Regions from separate parts of the Ovis aries genome. Here region 2 is linked to region 1. The links are chromatin contacts, called in public Hi-C maps. All regions are on one chromosome and are shown on one strand. Each heading gives the region's core, a stretch centred on a gene start, on an enhancer-like site or on the middle of the called end of the contact. The rest is flanking DNA. Distances are from core to core; before and after follow the strand shown. Region 1 holds the start of RGS4 (regulator of G protein signaling 4). Region 2 holds the start of NUF2 (NUF2 component of NDC80 kinetochore complex).

What was found. A called contact is a pair of places that touch in the nucleus more often than the background predicts.
Region 2: a contact with region 1 is called in a Hi-C map of liver, with 3 times the contacts expected there. The contact joins the promoter of NUF2 here to the promoter of RGS4 in region 1. A contact is called at or near these places in 2 of 16 Hi-C or Micro-C datasets (liver and skin fibroblasts).

What each region holds. Positions count from the first base shown.
Region 1 is chr1:114,719,387-114,725,105 of ARS-UI_Ramb_v3.0, reverse strand. It overlaps RGS4 (regulator of G protein signaling 4), which reads right to left and starts at 3,921. Exons shown (of 5, transcript NM_001174111.1): 1 at 3,878-3,921; 2 at 852-956; 3 at 489-550. The coding sequence starts at 3,921.
Region 2 is chr1:115,015,535-115,021,853 of ARS-UI_Ramb_v3.0, reverse strand. NUF2 (NUF2 component of NDC80 kinetochore complex) reads right to left here and starts at 4,008. Exons shown (of 14, transcript XM_060415754.1): 1 at 3,618-4,008; 2 at 94-228. The coding sequence starts at 216. It overlaps LOC105613604 (a long non-coding RNA gene), which reads left to right and starts at 4,162. Exons shown (of 2, transcript XR_009600691.1): 1 at 4,162-4,339; 2 at 4,438-6,319.

The DNA of each region.
Region 1 (5,719 bases), core at 2,672-5,171:
TAGTTCCCTGTCTCCCCTGCTGGAGGGATTACTGAGGGTCAGATAATTTTAATCTATGTTTGATATCTATTGGATACCATTTATACCTAGTGTTTCTTGCTCAAGGTTTAAAGTTTCTTTCGGGAACATTTTATGCTTCTGAGATACCTATGCTGCCCCTAGTTGCCAAAGTGAGTTTGGGAAGAGAAACTGAGGTCAATTCTGAAAGAAATCTAACTATTTGGAGTTTTTCCTCTGTCCTTTTTTGATGCGGTGAGAAAGATGGTTTTCCACATGGGCTATGTATGAGCTTTCCATCGTATACCACAAAGATCTAGGGTATGGTAACATTTTAAGGGAACTAATTTTTCTGAGCCTGAAATTTAGGAGAAATCCAAGCCTTTCTGTAATTCCTATCAGATCAAGTGTACTATGAAATAACCTGTCTACCCAGCATGCTTTATCTTCATCTTGGGGAGTGGTAGATGGTGGGAAGCTGTCATACTTACATTCATGACTAATCAGGTTTTCCAGTGATTCAGCCCATTTTTTTACTTCCTCATGGCTCACCCTAAAGACATTAGAGAAAAAGAATAATGTAAATGTTAAGATATAAAATGGGGGCGAAACATTTAAGATTTTGAATAAAAGGCAGAGATTTTATTTTTCATCATGAGACCTGTTGTTGAATAGGGCAATCTTTCCACTAGATGTATGGAAATTTCAAATGCAACCATAATCTTTGTGAAAATGGAGGCCTTCATGATCCAAATCTAGGTTAGCTACAGACATAGCTTCTTTTTCCCTCCAGAGCATCTCTGTCATCAGATAGTTAATACTCAGTGGCTCTTCGCCAAAGCCTTTTCTCTTACCTCTGACAAATCACCACTTTGTCCTTCTTGCTGTGTGAAGAGTTATGTTCACAGGAATCTGACTTCTGCAGCAGGAAACCTAGCCGATGCTTCATATCTTTTGCACTGCACACAAGAAAGGGGAGAAACAGAATAATGACACTCAGTTCTTTTAAAAAGATACCTTATTGGTACAGTTCAGAGTCCATTACTAGTAAAGAGGCAAAGGCAGTTTACTTAGGAAATAGGAGTTGAGGCTGGCAGGAACTCTCAGGAAAATAAGATTCCACCTCTGCTTCTTCCTATGACTCACTGCAAAACTTGGAGCACAGCCTCCTTCATCAGTAACTGGATTTCTGACCCTTCAGTCTACCTGTAACCCTGTCATTTTGACCAATGGAACACTTAGGTATCTTCAGGAGAAACATAAAGCAAACTTGACGGTTTTCTAAGTTTTAGGAAATGAAGAGCAGGGAAGCGTGAAGTATGGCATCTGGTTGTTGCATGCCACCTTCTGGAGGGTGGTTGCTATTTCCATCTGCCTCACTGTTAGCAGAGGAATGTAGGAGCATCTCAGGAATTAAAGGTTTGTTCAGTTTCAGCCTGGATGTAGTGAGCAAGTCACGTTATGGGATATACACGAGTGGCTCCAGCAGAGAGGAGGGGGGAATGAGGTGGTTAACTCAAAAGCTCAGGCTGAAACCTGAGCTCCTGCAGGCTAGCTTCTAAAGACTCTCCTGCTTCCCTTTGAAATATCTACACTCTAAGGATATTTATACTGCAATATAAATAGTATTATATTTATTATAAGTATTCAGTCTGAATACTGAAAAACAATAACAAGGAGAAGCACATAAGAGTCATCACTGAAGCTCGTGACTAGAGCAAAGCTTCCAGGTTATGGCCACTGTTTAATAGGTAGCTAGGGTATGGCAGTGCACATGACTTACTAAAAAAGGAGGGCCTTCTAATAAGCTTTTAGCTCAACTTTCTCACTCTTTATTTGTTCTTTTGCTTGGATCTCATTTTCTGTAAAAGTGGAGACATAGTTTTAAAGTGAAAAATGTCATTTTGAAGGAAATGAATGACTAATTGAATGACTAAATGTTTCTACTTAGAGGAAAATAAAGCCACAAGGATAAAAGGACATTTTAGGATGGCTACTAACATATTAGTGCCTTATCTATGTGCATTTCTCCAGGAAGTTTGAAATCCATTATGTTCTTTTGCTGCCCTTAAAACAGTGTTTTTTCTCCAACCCCCACCCCAAAATTGTTCTCCTTTCTCTGTTTCCCTCACTGCTGTACCCCACTGCTCATGGGATACAAAGTCTTTCTTAACAATAGCAAAATCTAAGCATGAAACCTAAGGTGATGATGTAAGCATATTGTGATCTCATATTTCCATGTGCCAGGTCTAGCTGAGATGTGACCTGGCAGTTATTGACCCATACAGAGTCATTTCATGAAGACCTGGAAGTATGCTTAGCAAATACATTACACTTGTCCTTATAACACAATGCAACCAAAGAAATAAAAACCAAAATGACTCCAGCGACCTCTGAAGTAAGAAGACTGGAGGTGATCTGCACTTCACCAGCCACCACCTGTGTGACCTTGAGCCTTTCCCATTCCCTCTGGAGCCTCAGGCACCAATGTGAGAATGAAGGTGCTGGGTAAGATGATTCACAGCTCGCCAGTGAGGGAAGGGGAGAGTAGTGTACCCTGCTGACATACACTTTACCTCCCCAGGTTAGCCTTTACTCTCCTGAGAGTAAAGCTCTAGAGCAATTACTTATCTGTCTCCTAAAATATTTACCAGAGCAAAACTTTCACCTGACATTCCTGTGTTTTGCATGAATAATTTTATATCTGAGTTAACTGAAGCTTGGATTGATTTGCTCTATTCAATTCAGAAAATTAATGATGGAGGTCAGAGCCACTGTTTTCATAAGCACTCTCTGCCAGACCCTCCTGCTTCATCTGAAAGCAGCCATGAAAGAATGGGGGAAAAAAGAACATTTTTCATATTCCTGAATGACAGGAGGCAAACTCCTTAGGATTGTATTTAAAAAGTGTGCTTTCTGAGATAACTCTAAATTAAAATTTAAGGTGATTTCTATTTGCAGAGGAACATAAAAGGGGGTAGTACACCTATAAAGTGACTTTTTACCTTTAACTGTAAGGTTAAGTAATGTGAAAGACACTAGTTTTGTATTTTTTCATTTTTTTTATTTTTTATTTTTAAATTTTAAAATCTTTAATTCTTACATGCATTCCAACTAGCTAATATACGAGCATCCTATGAAAGCATTTATTTGTACTTTTTTTAAAAAGGCAAAGACATAGGAGCAGCTGCATATCTTTAAGTCTGTTTATTAATCAAGAGACAGTAAATTGATAAAACAATGTCTTTAAGGTGAGACTTTCCACAGAACCCTTAGCTGATTGGTTATGATCAGTACTTGACAACCACATGGCACTTCCAGAGCTAGAGCAGGGAAAGAGATAAGGGAGATCTAGTTTTGAGACTCTTATTTTATTGTAGCATTTGCTTTTAAGAATAGAGAGTGAAAGATACTAGAGCATCACGCAAATGGCACAGTGCCTTTCTGGTGATGCAGCCAAACTTCAGTCCGGAGCATCCTCCCCAAAGTGAGATTTAATACACCATCAGAAAGCCCAGACCCATGATTCCATGTGCCTCAGTGATAGTCAAATAGCAGTAATCACAGGTAGCGATACTTCAGACCACTGTGCATGGTCCAAAACCTCATATCAGTCCTTAATTAGAGCTAGCTTGGTTAGAAGATTAGAAGAGTCTTCAAGATCAAGGTCATAGAAAACAACACATAGGATGCCAAAATCTGGAGTGAACACTTCCTAAGCCACAATTTCTAGCTAGTTTTAAAGCTAGGAGGTCGAAGATTTCTGCATCACGTTGTTTCTAAATCCAAAGAACCAGGTTAGTAAGTAGAACATGCAAATAACTTAAAGTCTATTTGAAAGTTTAACGCGGTCTGGTTCAGTGGCTGAAAATAATCTTACCTCCTCAAGCAAGAAGCCGGCAGACCTGCAAGTCCTTTGCACATCTTCTGTAGTGTGGGATTCACGATAGGAAAGAAGTGCTGCAGGAGGAGCTGTGGCTTCTGTTCTGAGCGCACTTTGCCTTTTCTCCGGTAAAGATACTGTCAGAATCCTCCCAGCGTCTCCCTCCCAAGCCTGTAGGGGTCTCTTTTATAGCCCAGCCGCGACCGTCCAGCCAATCAGATAACAGGTCTGTAATACCAGCTCCTCTCAGCCTCCTTCTGGCTCTCCATCCTCTGCAAGAGATAAGGAAGAAAGGGCTGACGCAACAAAGCAAAGTGAACGGGCAGAAATATCCTCCTGCCAAATAGACATACAGAAAATATAAACTTGCTTACTGTCTCTAAGGCTATCTCAGGTTTCAAACTTCCAGGAAAGGAAATAAGAAGTGTACAATGCTTCAAAACACGGGTTTATTCATTTGTCTATAAAAACAATGTCAAGGAAATTTGCCTCCTAGAAGGAAATGGCCCAGCAAGAGTTTGTGGGCTTACTTTGGGGCTGACACTTCATGTCCTTCCTCTTTCGGGTTAGAAATATTATACCATCCATGGTCCAAAATCTGATCCTCACTGTTTCCAAAAGGGTGTGGGTGGAAGCACTGTTTCCAGGCAGAGATTTGCAGAAGTTGCTTTCTTGGTTGGCACATCCACACAGGGATGTGGGGGAGGAATAGCTGGAAGACAGGCAGTTATACGCCTGGCAGCATAGAAAACTAGCTTAGGGAAAACAGATTAGCTACATCTGTAATCAGCCTGACTGTGGAATACTTTTCTAGAACTCTTACTAAGAACAAGATTCAGCCAAGCGCTGACAATCTCTTTGGTACATGCATATCTCCTGCAAAGAGCTTCAAAACAGCAGCTTGAAGACAAGAACAGGGAATAAAGGAACAAATATAGACACCTATTCTTATTCAAAAGTGGATTTTTATCTTATCATGTCTTATTCAATTTAAGGTATACAAACTAATATTTCAAAATATTGAGAAACAGGGAAACATAGAAGAAAAATATATAGCTTTCCTGTCATGTTACCAGGGTTCACAATGAACATAAAAATACCTAACCCTGCAGCTGGTTCTAAACACATGGACAATTCGTATCTTTTGTATACAATATGATGGATCAAATGCTTCAAAGAATCATGCAGGTGTTTCACGTCTTGCAGCTGTAGCTCAAACATTCACATCAGAGTTATAGAGGGATCTTCTCCATATAGGAAAGCTATGAGGGGAAGGAAAAATTAGTTGCTATGTCAGAACTGAACAGCTTTCACGTTGAAAGCAGAAAGTTTCCTGATCATAAGATATAGTGAACTGTGCCTTAAGTATGAGAAGCCAAGGCATCTAATTGTTTAGGTGATGAAGGTGAAAAATAGATGGGTTACAGTGAGATGCAAAGGGACTCTAGAATATTAAAGGGAAAGTGGTAAATAGGAATGCCCCGACCATGTATGTGGCTCTCAGCATCCCCTCGCTGACACCATCCATGTCCCAAGCCCTGTCTATGGCTATCAGAAGAAAGAGATGGCTAAGATATATAAAAGGGTGGAAAGATCACTGTCTCCAGAAGATACATTTAAATTACAGGAAAAAATCTTTGGTTGTCTCACATGAAGATAGAAAAATGTATTAGATTAACAATGGGGCAACTTTTCTTTGAACATAGAACCAGTGAATTTCTCTGTGAAGCTGGTAGCCATCCTCTGTGGTGTTGTGGAAGGGACTATAGTGCAGTGCAAAATGACAGAAGCTGAAGACGTTAGGCCCAGAATGATGGATCAATCAAAAATGGCATCCAC
Region 2 (6,319 bases), core at 2,759-5,258, 300 kb before region 1:
TATATCAAACAGTGATATACATGCCTTTCCCCACACATTACAGACCTAGTGTAGCCTGTATACTAACCACATGCAAGAAGAACCACGTTTTACCTTGGGATTTGGAGAAAGATCATTCTTGGAAAGGTTTTTACCATCAGCTCCTGTTAAGATTTTGTTTCGAATATGAACCACAACTTCAGCTGCATTATATCTGGGAAAAGACAAAGTTTCCATCTTGGGAGTCTCCTGTTGGCTTGAAGGAATTAAAAACAAAGGTCAGAAACACGGCACAACCAGCAGTTCTCACCACCTGGAAGCTGACAAATGTAAGGACAAAATTAACAAGCCAGGGTTGAGCTATATTTAACGTGGTGCTATCATCAAACCATCACACATCCTAGTAAGGTGACACTAAAAACAAATATATACACACATACACACACACATATTTACACACACATATATATATACACACATATATATTCTAAAACAGCTTTTATTCTAAAGCAACACAGTCATTTTCTAATTTAACTAATGCTGTTTTCTTTTTCATGGGAAAGAGGACTTAGGTTGAACAGACAGATGAGAAACTATGTTTTTTGTTTTTTTTAAAGTTTGGGAGGCAGAGTTCAATAAGATCCTGAGAATTAATCTTCAAAGTAAAATATATAGGTAACACTATCAGCAGAATCTATACACAAACAACAGCAACACAGGGTAAATAAACAATAAGCTGCATTGTACTCTGATTTGACATTCTATTTAATGATACACAGTGAGATTAAGAAGGTTTAAGATGTAAGTGGGACCAGAGAGAAAAAAAAAAAGAGCAAGAATAGAATAGCTGTAAGTGAGTAAAAGTCATCAGTCATGTCATCATCACTCTTTGCGACACCATGGATTGTAGCCCACCAGGCTCTTCTGACCATGGAATTCTCCAGGCAAGAATACTGAAGTGGCTTGCCATTCCCTTCTCCGGGGGATCTTCCTGACCCAGGGATTGAACACAGGTCACCTGCACTGCAGGTAGATTCTTTACCGTCTGAGCCACCAGGGAAGCCTATGAATAGCCGTAACTGGCAGGAACTCAAATCACCAGAGTGAGAACTTGAAAAACAAAATAACAAAAACACCACTCCCTACAAGGTCCTTCAATAGTGAAATATTCGCACCTGTGTTCTCCTAGAGCAATTGTTCTCACAAGTTTGGAGACACTTTTGCTTGTCTGCACTAGACTGAGGATGCTACTGGAATCTAGTGGGTAGTAGGCCCAGCAAGCTGCTAAACACCCTGAAAAGTGATTGACAAATAACTTACCAGTTCTGCTTAAACATTTGAAACATCACAGAATTCACTGTCTCAAGGCAACTTTTTGTCCACCTTAGTGTGGCTCTAATAATCAGATAATTCTTTCTCATACTATACAGAAATCAGTTTGTTATAACTCATCTTCTGGTCCTACTTCTTGTCACTGCAGCTAAATAGAATTTATTAATCCTCAGTCACATGACTCCACTTTCAAAAATGTGAAGAAAGCTATCCTATCTCTCTGCTTAGTCCTCTCTGATCTAAAGTAAGTATAGTTTAAGAATAGCCACTCCATTTATGACTGTTTTAGAAACTATCATTCTACTCACTTTCCTCTAAAACTACTTCACGGAGTCTTCTTAAAATGTAATGCTCAAACTGAACCTAACACTCCAGATATGGTCTGATTACGGTGGAATATCAATAGAGTTGGCAACAGTCACTGCTGATCTCATGCTATTATAACACTTACTGACAAACGTGTGTGTGTGTGTGTGTGTGTGTGTGTGTGTGTGTTTGACTCCAAGTCCCAGAACTTTTTCAACGTAGCCCACTTCTCCATGACTTCTTATATGACTTTGTAGTCCACAAGCCAGGACTTTTCCATGCTCTTTTTACATAACTGATTATTTGAACCTTAAGGATTTGTATTTCCTATGACTGAATTCCCCATTATTCCTATTTCATACTATTGAATTTCATAATGCAAACATTTCCTATTATTCCAATTTCCTATTATTGAATTTCATAATTCCAGACTTTCCTTCTATCAGTTCAGTTCAGTTCAGTTCAGTTGCTCAGTCGTGTCTGACTCTTTGCGACCCCATGAATCGCAGCATGCCAGGCCTCCCTGTCCATCACCAACTCCCAGAGATCACACAAACTCATGTGCGTCGAGCCGGTGATGCCATCCAACCATCTCATCCTCTGTCAACCCCTTCTCCTCCTGCCCCTAATCCCTCCCAGCATCAGGGTCTTTTCCAATGAGTCTACTCCACGTGAGGTGGCCAAAGTATTGGAGTTTCAGCCTCACCATCAGTCCTTCCAATGAACACGCAGGACTGATCTTCAGGATAGACTGGCTGGATCTCCTTGCAGTCCAAGGGACTCTCAAGAGTCTTCTCCAACACCACAGTTCAAAAGCATCAACTCTTCGGCGCTCAGCTTTCTTCACAGTCCAACTCTTACTGTCAGAATCTTTTTGTACCCAGCTTCTGACACCTCACATGTTATATGTCCCTTTTAACATAAATATGCATTCTATATTTTCATCTAAGTCATAGATTTAAAAATCATTGCCCAAAGAAAGACAGCAAAAAAGTCAATTTTCCAAAACAAACTATTAATATATCTGGATCAGAGATTATTCCAATAGAGAAAGAGGTGCAAAATACAATATCTTCATAATTATTATCACACATCTCTACCTTCTAAAACTTGTGCACTTTGCCATCAAGTTAATCTGCATAGAACAACAAATGCATCAGGTAACATCTTTACAAAAATAATTACTTGCCCTGCCCATCATATCAAATTCAAATGTTTCTGCTTGGCTTTAAAAACTTCTATAATTTAATAACCTAATAAATTTTCTGTTACAAGTTAGTCTCTTCCAGGACATTTCCCAAACTTCCAATGTTTCCCTTTGAAACCATCTCTCCTATCTAACTTCTATTTTCTTTGATAGTACAATTTCAGTTCCAATTTATTCACGAGTATGTGGAGAGGGAGGGAGAACGGAATAGGGAGGAGAGGGAGAGAAAAAGACAGGTGAAGAGGCCTTCCAATCCAGTTTGAGCTCTCTGGTGAAATAAAGTATATAAATGACCTAATATGTAAAGTAGCAGGTCATTTACTGCTAATCACCTCTCGGTGTCCCATTATCTGCAACACCACAAACCAGCGCACAGTAGGTTCATTTTTCTAAAACAAACTACATCGTGGAAATCAAAAGGCCAGGGAGCCGATGCTAAACAAAGAGAAAAGAGTCCCAACCTAAAAAAAATTAAAAGTTTCCCGAAGTTATTCAGGGAAAAATGATCGCGCCATGCACGCAAAGCGCTATATATACACCGCCCTCTTCCTCTGACTTTTGGATTAAGCATGATATTTCTAATATCACACCGCAGCATGACGAGCTGCGGTCCAGTGGATCGCAAAGAACACGACCTGGCGACTGAACAACAACATGATATTTTAGCCTTTCGATTTTTGGTTTGACTTTGGTTAAGCGATGTGTGAGTAACGGAAATTTATGACACCATCTGGAACCCCATTAGCTTCTAAATAAATCGGTTAAAAATATAGAAATACAACCTTCAACTGACCAGCTGGACTGCAAGTTTCTTCTCGAGTAATCTTTGCTGTACCAGACGGCAGATATTCGTTTCGTAGGAAATGAGTTCAGATTGTTTTGGGGACTAAAATCTAACGAAAACGACCTATGCGCTCACCCGCAGCACCCAAAGGCGGGCTTCTGCAGCCTCCTCCCCAGCGACGCGTGGAACGAAAACAGTCAGGCCCGTGGCTCCAGAGCGAGAAAGCACACACTGTCTCCCGGACTCCGTCCACGCGCGTCTCTTTGCTCTCACCTACCGCAGCAGCCGCCCACAGGACAGCGGCGAGTCCGTGGAGCAGCTACACGCAAAGTCAAAGGTCAGCAAACATCGACCGTTGTCAATTTTCAAACCAGCCGCCTTCCCCTGGAAGTCCCTCCCCGTTCCGCCCCGCCCACTTCCTGCGCTCGGGCCGCGCCGGGTACCGGCTGGGCTCAATATGCTTAGAGCGGTTGGCGCTGGAGTTGCGAGAGAGAACGCTGGGCTCTAGGCGGAACTATTTTTCGCGGAGTTGACGATCAGTCGGAACTTCTGCAGGAAGTGACAGAGCCGCGGTTTGGGGAAGTAGTCCGGCGTTGCCGCGGAATTCCCGAGGTCCATGGACGTGTTTGGCTTTGGAGATGTAGAGCGAAAATGAATAGAGGGTTTCTGGAGACTTAAGCTAAGCTCAGGGTAAGAAGGAAAGGAGGACTTGGGGCTGTCAGTGGGGCAAGGTAAGTCATAGAGACTCAGAGTGATAATAATGTTGATGTTTTTTGAGCAGAGCCCCCGGGTTCTGTGTTGGATGCTTACAGGTATTATCTCTTTTCAGTTCAGTTCAGTCGCTCAGTCATGTCTGACTCTTTGCGACCCCATGGACTGCAGCACGCCAGGCTTCCCTGTCCATCACTAACTCCCCGAGCTTGCTGAAACTCATGTCCATTGAGTCGGTGATGCCATCCAACCATCCCACCCGCTGTCGTCCTCTTCTGCCTTCAATCTTTCCCAGCATCAGGGTCTTTTCCAACGAGTCAGTTCTTCGCCTCAGGTGGCCAAAGTATTGGAGTTTCAGCTTCAGCATCAGTCCTTCCAATGAACACCCAGGACTGATACCATTTAGGATGGACTGGTTGGATCTCCTTGCAGTCCAAGGGACTCTCACCCTCGCAGTTCGAAAGCTTCAATTCTTCGACGCTCAGCTTTCTTTATAGTCCAACTCTTATATCCATACATGACTACTGGAAAAACCTTAGCTTTTATTAGACAGACCTTTGTCAGAAAAATAATGTCTCTGCTTTTTAATATGTTGTCTAGGTTGGTAATAGCTTTTCTTCCAAGGAGCAAGTGTCTTTTAATTTCATGGCTGCTGTCACCATCTCCAGTGATTTTGGAGCCTCCAAAAGTAAAGTCTGTCACTGTTTCTGTTGTTACCCCATCTATTTGCCATGAAGTGATGGGGCTGGATGCCATGATAGTTTTTTGAATGTGAGTTTTAAGCCAGCTTTTCACTCTCTCCTCTTTCACTTTCATCAGGAGGCTCTTTAGTTCTTCACTTTCTGCCATAAGGGTGGTGTCCTCTGCATATCTGAGATTAATGATATTTCTCCCGGCAGTCTTGATTCCAGCTTGTGCTTCATCCAGCTCTGCATCTCACATGATGTACTGTGCATATAAGTTAAATAAGCAGGGTGACAATATACAGCTTTAACGTATTCTTTTCCCAGTTTGGAACCAGTCTGTTCCATGTCCCTTTCTAACTGTTGCTTCCTGACTTGCATACAGATTTCTCAGGAGGCAGATAAGGTGGTCTGGTATTTCCATCTCTTATTTTCCATAGTTTTTTGTGATCCACAATATCTCTTTTAGGATTCATTAAAAAGGGAAAAGGGGCTAATAGATACCATCATCAACTTAGGGGTTAATTCAGGGAAATTATGCCACCGAAAGCTATGTGCAGAAGTTCGTGCGTGCATGCTAAGTCACTTCAGTTGCATCCAACTCTTTGTGACCCTATGGACTGTAGCCCACCAGGATCCTCTGTCCATGGCATTTTGCAAGCAAGAATAATGGAGTGGGTTGCTAGTTCCTACTCCCATGTAGGATAGAATCCTGGTCTTTTCTTCTGCCTCCCTTCTTTCATGCTGCCACAAGAGCCAGGCACTGCCAGTGCCTTCCAACACTGAACTGTTCCCTGAACACACATGTCCCTCAGTGAGTTGGATTCTATAGTTGATGCCTGAACGAGGGGCAGGCGCCTCATACCTAGTCACAAATCAAGGCCGTGCAGCAGAAGATGGGACGATAGGATGGCTTAGTTGTCGGGGAGAATGGGGGACAACCATTTAGTTTTATTATGTATTGGGACACTGGAAGATATAATAGAACTTGCATCGGACTGCAGGGTACAGTATTAATTAGTGAGGGTGATGTACTGGTTAGGAAATCTGCACTGAATCAAGTGAAGAATAATGCTGGAAAGATTGTATTGACAGTAGACACAAATTCTTGTACTTTGTTGTATGGGGGAGTAAAGGCTCTACCTATTAATATAGAAATTTATGCTGATTTGAAGTAAAAGTGCATTTCATATTCAGTAGTTTAGGGCTTTCTTTTCCGCTTTATGTCCATTTACTGATGTCATTCTCAAAAGTCTGAATCTAATAAAACTCAAAAATTAGTTAGGAAATAGATTTTTTTAAAACATTGAGTCTGGA